2 separate regions of the Nomascus leucogenys genome follow, and region 1 is linked to region 2. A link is a contact called in public Hi-C data. All regions are on one chromosome and are shown on one strand. The core of a region is the stretch at or near the end of the contact, and the rest is flanking DNA. Distances in the headings are between cores, read along the strand shown. Region 1 holds the start of ATG16L1 (autophagy-related protein 16-1). Region 2 holds the start of INPP5D (phosphatidylinositol 3,4,5-trisphosphate 5-phosphatase 1).

Region 1 (3,680 bases), core at 1,051-3,550, 190 kb after region 2:
GAGGAGGGCAGGACTGGCAGGGTTTCATATCGTTTCTTTAGAAATTATTCTTCATGTGTTCAACAAATATTTATCTACAAGGAGCTAGGGACACACTCATTTTATATAAATTGATTTATGACATATACTGCTGTTACTATCAACAATTTCCAGCAATAAATGTACAGTAATTTAACCAATCTCTTATTGTTGGAAATGTAGATTTTTTTCTCCAACTTCTCACCATTATTATAAACTGCAATTAGTTTTACACCAACCTAAAAACAATGCTGCAACAGAGATTTTTGTATGTGGACATGTGTCCAAGTATTTCTTGGCATAAATTCCTGCAAGTGGAATTGCTGGTTAGGCAAACTGCAAATTTGTAAACATATTTATATATATAGAGAGAGAGTGAGTCACGGTCTCGCTCTGTTGACCAGGCTGCTGGAACGCAGTGGTGCAATCACAGCTCACTGCAGCCTTGACCTCCTAGGCTCCAGCAATCCTCCCACCTCAGCCCCATCCCAGTAGCTAGGATTACAGGCACATGCCACCACACTCAACTAATTTTTTGTATTTTTGTAGAGACAGAATTGCATTATGTTGCCCAGGCTGGTCGGTCTCAAATTCCTGAGCTCAAGTGATCCTCTCACCTTGGCCTCCCAAAGTGCTGGGATTACAGGTGTGAGCCACCATGCCCAGCCTTGGAAACATATTTTAATCATAAATGTTGAAAATTAACATGCTCAACTGTCAAGATTTGGTGTAATGGTCTTTTAAGGGTGGTGCCACTGCTGCATTTGAAGGCATTCTCGGTCACTTTCAGAATTTTTTCATTTTCTTCAGTGCGTGAGGAAGTCACTTCTATTTCTGATCCCATTGGATCCTTCCAACGACTTCAAGTCCACTCAATACTGACTACCAGTGAAACATCTTTAACAGCAGTGCTAGAAGCCTGACTGTCCTCCTCTCCTCAGCCTAAGTTCTTCTTATCTGTCTCTGAAGTACCTTCCTCTGGACTTGAGACACACTGGAAGAGAAGGTAGTTTCTGATATTCCTTTCCTCTCTTTTGGCCACCTACTTTGTCTGGTTCCATTTTCATGCAGTAAATTTACTAATTGTTAAAGGCAGATGGAGCTCCAGCAACTCTATTACAGAACTGGGTTTTCCATTCTACTGAGCTTGTTCACAGACACAACTTTCTCAGGAGCCAGTGTGTCTTCATCTCCCCCTTTCAACATCTACAGCCTTAGATTACCTTCTAAGGCTCCATTTATTGTCAGGCCACAATTTCTAGGATTCTAACGATGAAGACAAACTCTGATACATGATTCACATCTTTCTTAGCTCCTGTTTCCAGTCCTCTTCTCCACTGCAAACAAAAACAAAAAACCCAAACAAACCACAAAACCTGTTTCCAAGTTCAGTGGGACACTCTTGCCAAAGCACACTGACTTTGGGTATGTAAGAGTTAAGAAACAAGAAAGAAACATGAAAAGCAGCTTAACAAAGACAGGTTTATTTTGGAGAATACACCCGAGAGGGGCTTCTTGTCGATTTTTTTTTTTGGTCAGGAGCGTTTTCTCTTACACACTAAGGGTGTTTAAGGGTTCACGAAGCGGTGAGCTTATTGCAGGTTCGTAATGTTTCTATATGAGGGAAAGTTTATTGTGGGGTTGGAAAGTCTCTGGTCAGAGGGGAGGCTATCTCCGGGTGGGCATGTTTCTGGTTGGAAGTGGGTTTATCTTAGAGTTGGAATGTTTCTGGTTATGCTGACAGCCATTAGGCTGATGTTTTTGGGTTGGATTTGGACGGTTTTTTAATCAAGGGGAACTTATAATGGTGGCAGTTGGCCAAGATGGCAATGCTCCTGCTGTCAGGGTAGGCCTTGGGAAGACACCAGGTGTCTTTGTAAACTTAGGTTTCCCCTGTACCAAGCACAGTGCTGACTGCATTACATAGGTTTTTCTTTTTACTATTCGTGACAACCTTCTGAGGTAGGTATCACTACTGTCCCCATTTTACAGATTAGACAACTGAGGCCTAGGGAGCTTGTCACTCATCCACAGCCACAGAGCTACTATGGAGGGAACCCCATTTGTTCCTAAACTGCGATTAAAAAAAAAAAGTTGCGGGAGACAGGCCAAGAAAGAAAACACGAAAAGGGTTGAAAAGCAGCCAAAGAAAAGTAAGCAGTCAGGCGGAAGAGGCCCCTTTCCTGCCTCCTTCCCGCCGCGAGCTGGGCCTTGCGCAGGGCCCGCACGCCCCCAAGCGGCCGCCTCTCTGCCGCTGACGCTTCCGGCTACAGGCTGGCGTCACTAGCGAGCGCCCTGCGTAGGCACCGGCCCCTGAGCCCATGCGGCGTAATACGCTGGGTGAGGGGGAGGGTCTTCCGGCCCTCTTGAAAACCATTTCCGGCAGGAGCCGGAAGACCGTCCCGGATGGCCTAGGGGACGGCCAGTGTGTGGAGGTGAGCTCCGGGATTGCCGGCATTCCCGCGTCTGCTGGTTGCCTCATGCTGCAGGCTGCGGCCGCCAGCCCCCACTCTCATCGGTGGCGCTGAGGTGCCGGGGCAGCAAGCGACATGTCGTCGGGCCTCCGCGCCGCTGACTTCCCCCGCTGGAAGCGCCACATCTCGGAGCAACTGAGGCGCCGGGACCGGCTGCAGAGACAGGCGTTCGAAGAGATCATTTTGCAGTGTGAGCGGCGCCGGTGCGGGCCGGGAGCGGGGCGGGCGGGCCCCGTGGAGGCATGCGGGGCGCCAGCGGGAACCTGAGGCCGAGTCCCCAGCGCCGCCCGCACGCATGGCGGCCGCCCCGGGTGCCCCGCTCTTGGGACGCCGCACGCCTTTTAAATGTTTTTTCTAACCTGCGTTTTATTTTTGGAGGATTTTCCCTACTAAATTGTACGATCTTTGTGGGGAGGCACAGTTCGTGATTGTATTTGTAAATCCTAGCAGCTCATACAATGCTTACGCACTTAAATAGGTCCCAGAAACATCCCATCTATGGGGTCATGTTAATGAAACGGTCGTTGACTTTAAGTCGCCGAATTAACATTGCCTTCTCAGTGCACTGGAACGGGTGGCCTTTGATTCCTCAAACTTACTTCCCTTACTCCACCTTGGTGGGTTTTTTTGCGGGGAAAGGGGGATAGGGGGTCAGGGTCTCGCTGTGTCGCCGAGGCTGGAGTGCAGTGGCGGAGATCACGGCTCACTGCAGCCTCAAACTCCCAGGCTCAAGTGATCCTCCCACCTAAGCCTCCCCAGTAGCTGGGATTACAGACGCGCGCCCAGACGCTCGGCTAATTAAAAAAAAAAAAAAAAAAAGAAAATTTTGGAACGAGGTCTCACTGTTTCCCAGGCTGGTCTCCAACTCCTGGGCTCAAGCGATCTTCCCACCTCGGCCTCCCAAAGTGCTGGGATTATAGGCGTGAGCCACCGAGCCTGGCCCCACCTTGGTGTTAATATCTTAATATCTTTTAGGCGGGACAGAACCTTTACTGTTACTGAAATCTTCAGTATGAAAGAGGTGGTTTTCTTTCCCCTTACTGCTTGCAGCTTAAGGGTACAAAAATGTCTGCACCTTTACCTAAATTGTAATGGTCCTAAGGTGGTTCCGGCTGCCCCTGAAAGTAACCCTGACAACTTTCTCAAGTTATGCTGATGATGAGATTCAAAATAATAATTGCTGCCTTT
Region 2 (3,438 bases), core at 828-3,327:
ACCTTTATGCTGTAAAATTTGGAACAGTAAATTTTTTTTTGTTTTTGAGATGGAGTCTCGCTCTATCGCCTAGGCTGGCATGCAGTGGCGCGATCTCGGCTCACTGCAATCTCTGCCTCCTGGGTTCAAGCGATTCTCCTGCCTCAGCCTCCAAAGTAGCTGTAGCTGTGATTACAGGCACGTACCACACCCGGATGATTTTTTTTTTTTTTAGTAGAGACAGGGTTTCACCATGTTAGCCAGGCTGGTCTCAAACTCCTGACCTCAGGTGATCTACCCACCTCAGCCTCCCAAAGTGCTGGGATTACAGGGGTAAGCCACTGTGCCTGGCCACTCTCTAGCCCTTATTTGAAGTCTTCATTGATAAATCACTATCCCTCACATGAGTTGGTTAATTTTGTAATATGTTAAAATTATTTATATTGACTGGAGACCTACAAAAGAAAAAATCCACCCACCAAAAGGGCAGCCCTGATCTAGATACTGGGATTTTCTGGAGGGCAGAAGGGTGGGGGACAAGCCAGCTGACCACGCTGGATAGATCAGGCAATTGGGTAGAAAAGGAAGCAAAGATGGGATGGGTCTTAAAAATGAGGGGAGCGTGCCTGTGTGGCGAGTGTGCCAGGGGATCTCACTCTGTGGAATTGCAAGGACCGTGGGAATAGAGGTGTGAGAGGTGCGGGGCTGGGGGTTTGGGGGAGCTCTCTGAGTAGAGCAGTCTTGGCATGGTAGGGGTCTCTAGAGATGAGTGGGTGGAGATGTAAAGGGACCAGTATTGCAAATGGATCCTCGTGGTGGCGTGGTCTGGGGCTTCATGGATGTTAGTGGAGGCCGGCAGGGAAGCGAGGAGGGTGCGAAGGTGCACAGTGGGGGCATAGGAGATGGCCCCATAAAGAGGGGGTGGACAGGTGCTGAGTGGAGGCCTCCACGCTGGGCTGCTGCAGAGGTGGCGTGCTCCAGGAGGGCCGGAGTGTGGAGGCCAGTTCCCATCACCAATGTGTCCCCACGCCTGGCTCCAGGCCTGGCCAGAGGTCCTTGACTGGGAGTGCTTTTTCTGCCCTACAGACTCACCTGCCATTGCGTGTTGCTCAGCCGGGAAGTGCTGGGGGCCCTGTTCTGGGACAACCATCAGTGTGACGCATGTTGAGCCCCTGGGCACATGTGAGCTCCTTTATGAGCTGCGTCCTTCAAGTTAGACAAGAAGAAACCAAGGCTGAGAGAGAGAAGAAACTTGACCACGTTCCCACAGCTTGAATGTGGTGGCGCTGCCTGGCTGGTGCCCCTTCCTGGAGGGGGTCTGTTGTCATGTCCTGGAGGGCAAGGCCTGGATGTGGGATGGTGGGGGCACTCTTTGTGCAGCGGGTCAACACGTGCCCCTTCAGCCTTGGTGAGCCTGACCCAAAGACGGAGGGTGCCCAGGTCTGGGGGCTGAGGGATGGGCGTCCACCGCAGAGCCCTCAGAAATGACTGGTCCTGGATGGCGGTCCCTGGAGAGGCAGCTCCTCTTTGAGTGGTGGGCAAACGTGGCCATGCCCAGCCTTGGAGGCGGTGCAGTCCCACCGGCCGCCCTGACTGCTGAGATGCAGGACTCAGCACCCAGTGTTGTGCTTGGCCAGGCGGCCAGCCTGCCCTGTGGGGCTTTGGGGTTCTCCTCTCCGAGCTTGTTTCCCCAGCATCCTGGAGAAGCCCAGGGACAAACCCAGCCTATGTTCCCGCTGTAAACGGTCCACATCCGCTCCGAGCTCCCTTTGTGTGTCTCCAAGCTGGACTGCAGGGATCAGAGCTGTGCTGCCCGTGCAGCACCCACCTGCCCCTGGGAATGAGCGTAATGGGGTCACAGAGCCATCACTTGGACCTTGGTGCCCTTGGCTGGTGGCGGCCAAGGTCTCCCAGCACCCAGGCCGCTGGGAGTCTCTAAGGGGGAGGGGTGGGGCTCGACTGTCCCCTCCCCCTCAAGTTTGCTCTGTCCTGGGCAGGCCGTAGTCCCAGTTGAGAAGCTGTGCCCCCTTGGGTGTTTTGGAGGTTCAGGGTGGGTGTTGAAAAGCCCTGGGGGAGAGCAGAAGGCTCGGGGGCCTGTCTAGAGTGTGGCATCCCACGTGGGCGTCAGCACGGCCGCAGAAGAACTACTCCTGGGGCCCACCCATGCCTGCTAGGCCACGCGTCTTCAGAAGTGGCCACAACTCTCCTGACGTCTCTGGAGCCGGTCATTCCACCCAGGGGACTTCAGCTGCCACTGGACACTTCAATTGTAGTCTGCGACCTGTTCCCAGGAAGGAGAGGGCAGGCGAGGGAGCCGCGGCAGCTGTGGCAGGGTGTGGGGGACGCTGGACGGCCAGGGCCCCCCCACCACGCTCTCTCTCTCGCTTGGTTTCTGTAATGAGGAAGTTCTCCGCAGCTCAGTTTCCTTTCCCTCGCTGAGCGCCTGAAACAGGAAGTCAGTCAGTTAAGCTGGTGGCAGCAGCCAAGGCCACCAAGAGGCAACAGGCAGCAGGTTGCAGCGGAGGGGCCTCCGCTCCCCTCGGTGGTGTGTGGGTCCTCGGGGTGCCCGCCGGCCCGGCCGAGGAGGCCCACGCCCACCATGGTCCCCTGCTGGAACCACGGCAACATCACTCGCTCCAAGGCGGAGGAGCTGCTCTCCAGGACGGGCAAGGACGGGAGCTTCCTCGTGCGTGCCAGCGAGTCCATCTCCCGGGCATACGCGCTCTGCGTGCTGTGAGTACAACATGCTCCCTCCCCAGGCACAGAGATGACAGAGGAGCTTAGAGGGGGCCCAGCATTGAGATGGGTTGTTCTTATGTCACAGGACAGAGTGATCTGACATGCACACTTCCCCACCACCCTGTCATGGACCTTGTCCTTGGACCTTGGCCTTGGAGTTCAGAGAGCTGGTCTCGTGGCAGGTTTTGCAGCCTTGGAGCTGTCAGAACCACTCTGAGGCCTGATCTTACAACCCAGCTTCCCATGAGCTGTGTGGACCTTGTGGCTTCCTTGGAGTCTGGGGACCGAGAGAAGGGAGTTTGGGCTTTTTGAGCCAGGAGGAGGCTCAGGACTCCGTGGAGGTGGGTGTGTTAGAGATCAGCTCAAAGATGCCCAGCTCAGAAACCCTGAGAAGAGCAAAGGTGGCAAGGGGGACCCTTCCTGGAGCACCCAGGCTTCGGGCCCGTGGAAGCAGCTGTTGTTTGGCGAGCCAAGAATATGGGGCGAGTTTAATCAAGAAAGGACTTTCCGTTCACTCAGAAGCTGCTTTCAGGGGCCTGAGAGCAGAGGAAGTCACCGTTACCAGCAGCGAGCAGCCTTTTCTCTCTCCTGAGCACTCGGCTGTGACCGCTGCCCACCCCCCACCCCCTCAATTTGGGTCTCTGTCACCATCAACTCCTCCCACTGCCCGGTTGGGGATGTTACTGAATGTGCCAGCTGTGCCAACAATGGAGGAGCCAG

The links. Hi-C and Micro-C count contacts between places; a contact is called where the count stands out from the background.
Region 1: a Hi-C map of a lymphoblastoid cell line shows a contact between it and region 2, with 6 times the contacts expected there. The contact joins the promoter of ATG16L1 here to the promoter of INPP5D in region 2. A contact is called at or near these places in 2 of 4 Hi-C or Micro-C datasets (both in a lymphoblastoid cell line).

What each region holds. Positions count from the first base shown.
Region 1 is chr22a:133,801,831-133,805,510 of Asia_NLE_v1, forward strand. It overlaps ATG16L1 (autophagy-related protein 16-1), which reads left to right and starts at 2,301. Exons shown (of 19, transcript XM_030803609.1): 1 at 2,301-2,682. The coding sequence starts at 2,568.
Region 2 is chr22a:133,608,322-133,611,759 of Asia_NLE_v1, forward strand. INPP5D (phosphatidylinositol 3,4,5-trisphosphate 5-phosphatase 1) reads left to right here and starts at 2,078. Exons shown (of 27, transcript XM_030802963.1): 1 at 2,078-2,712. The coding sequence starts at 2,579.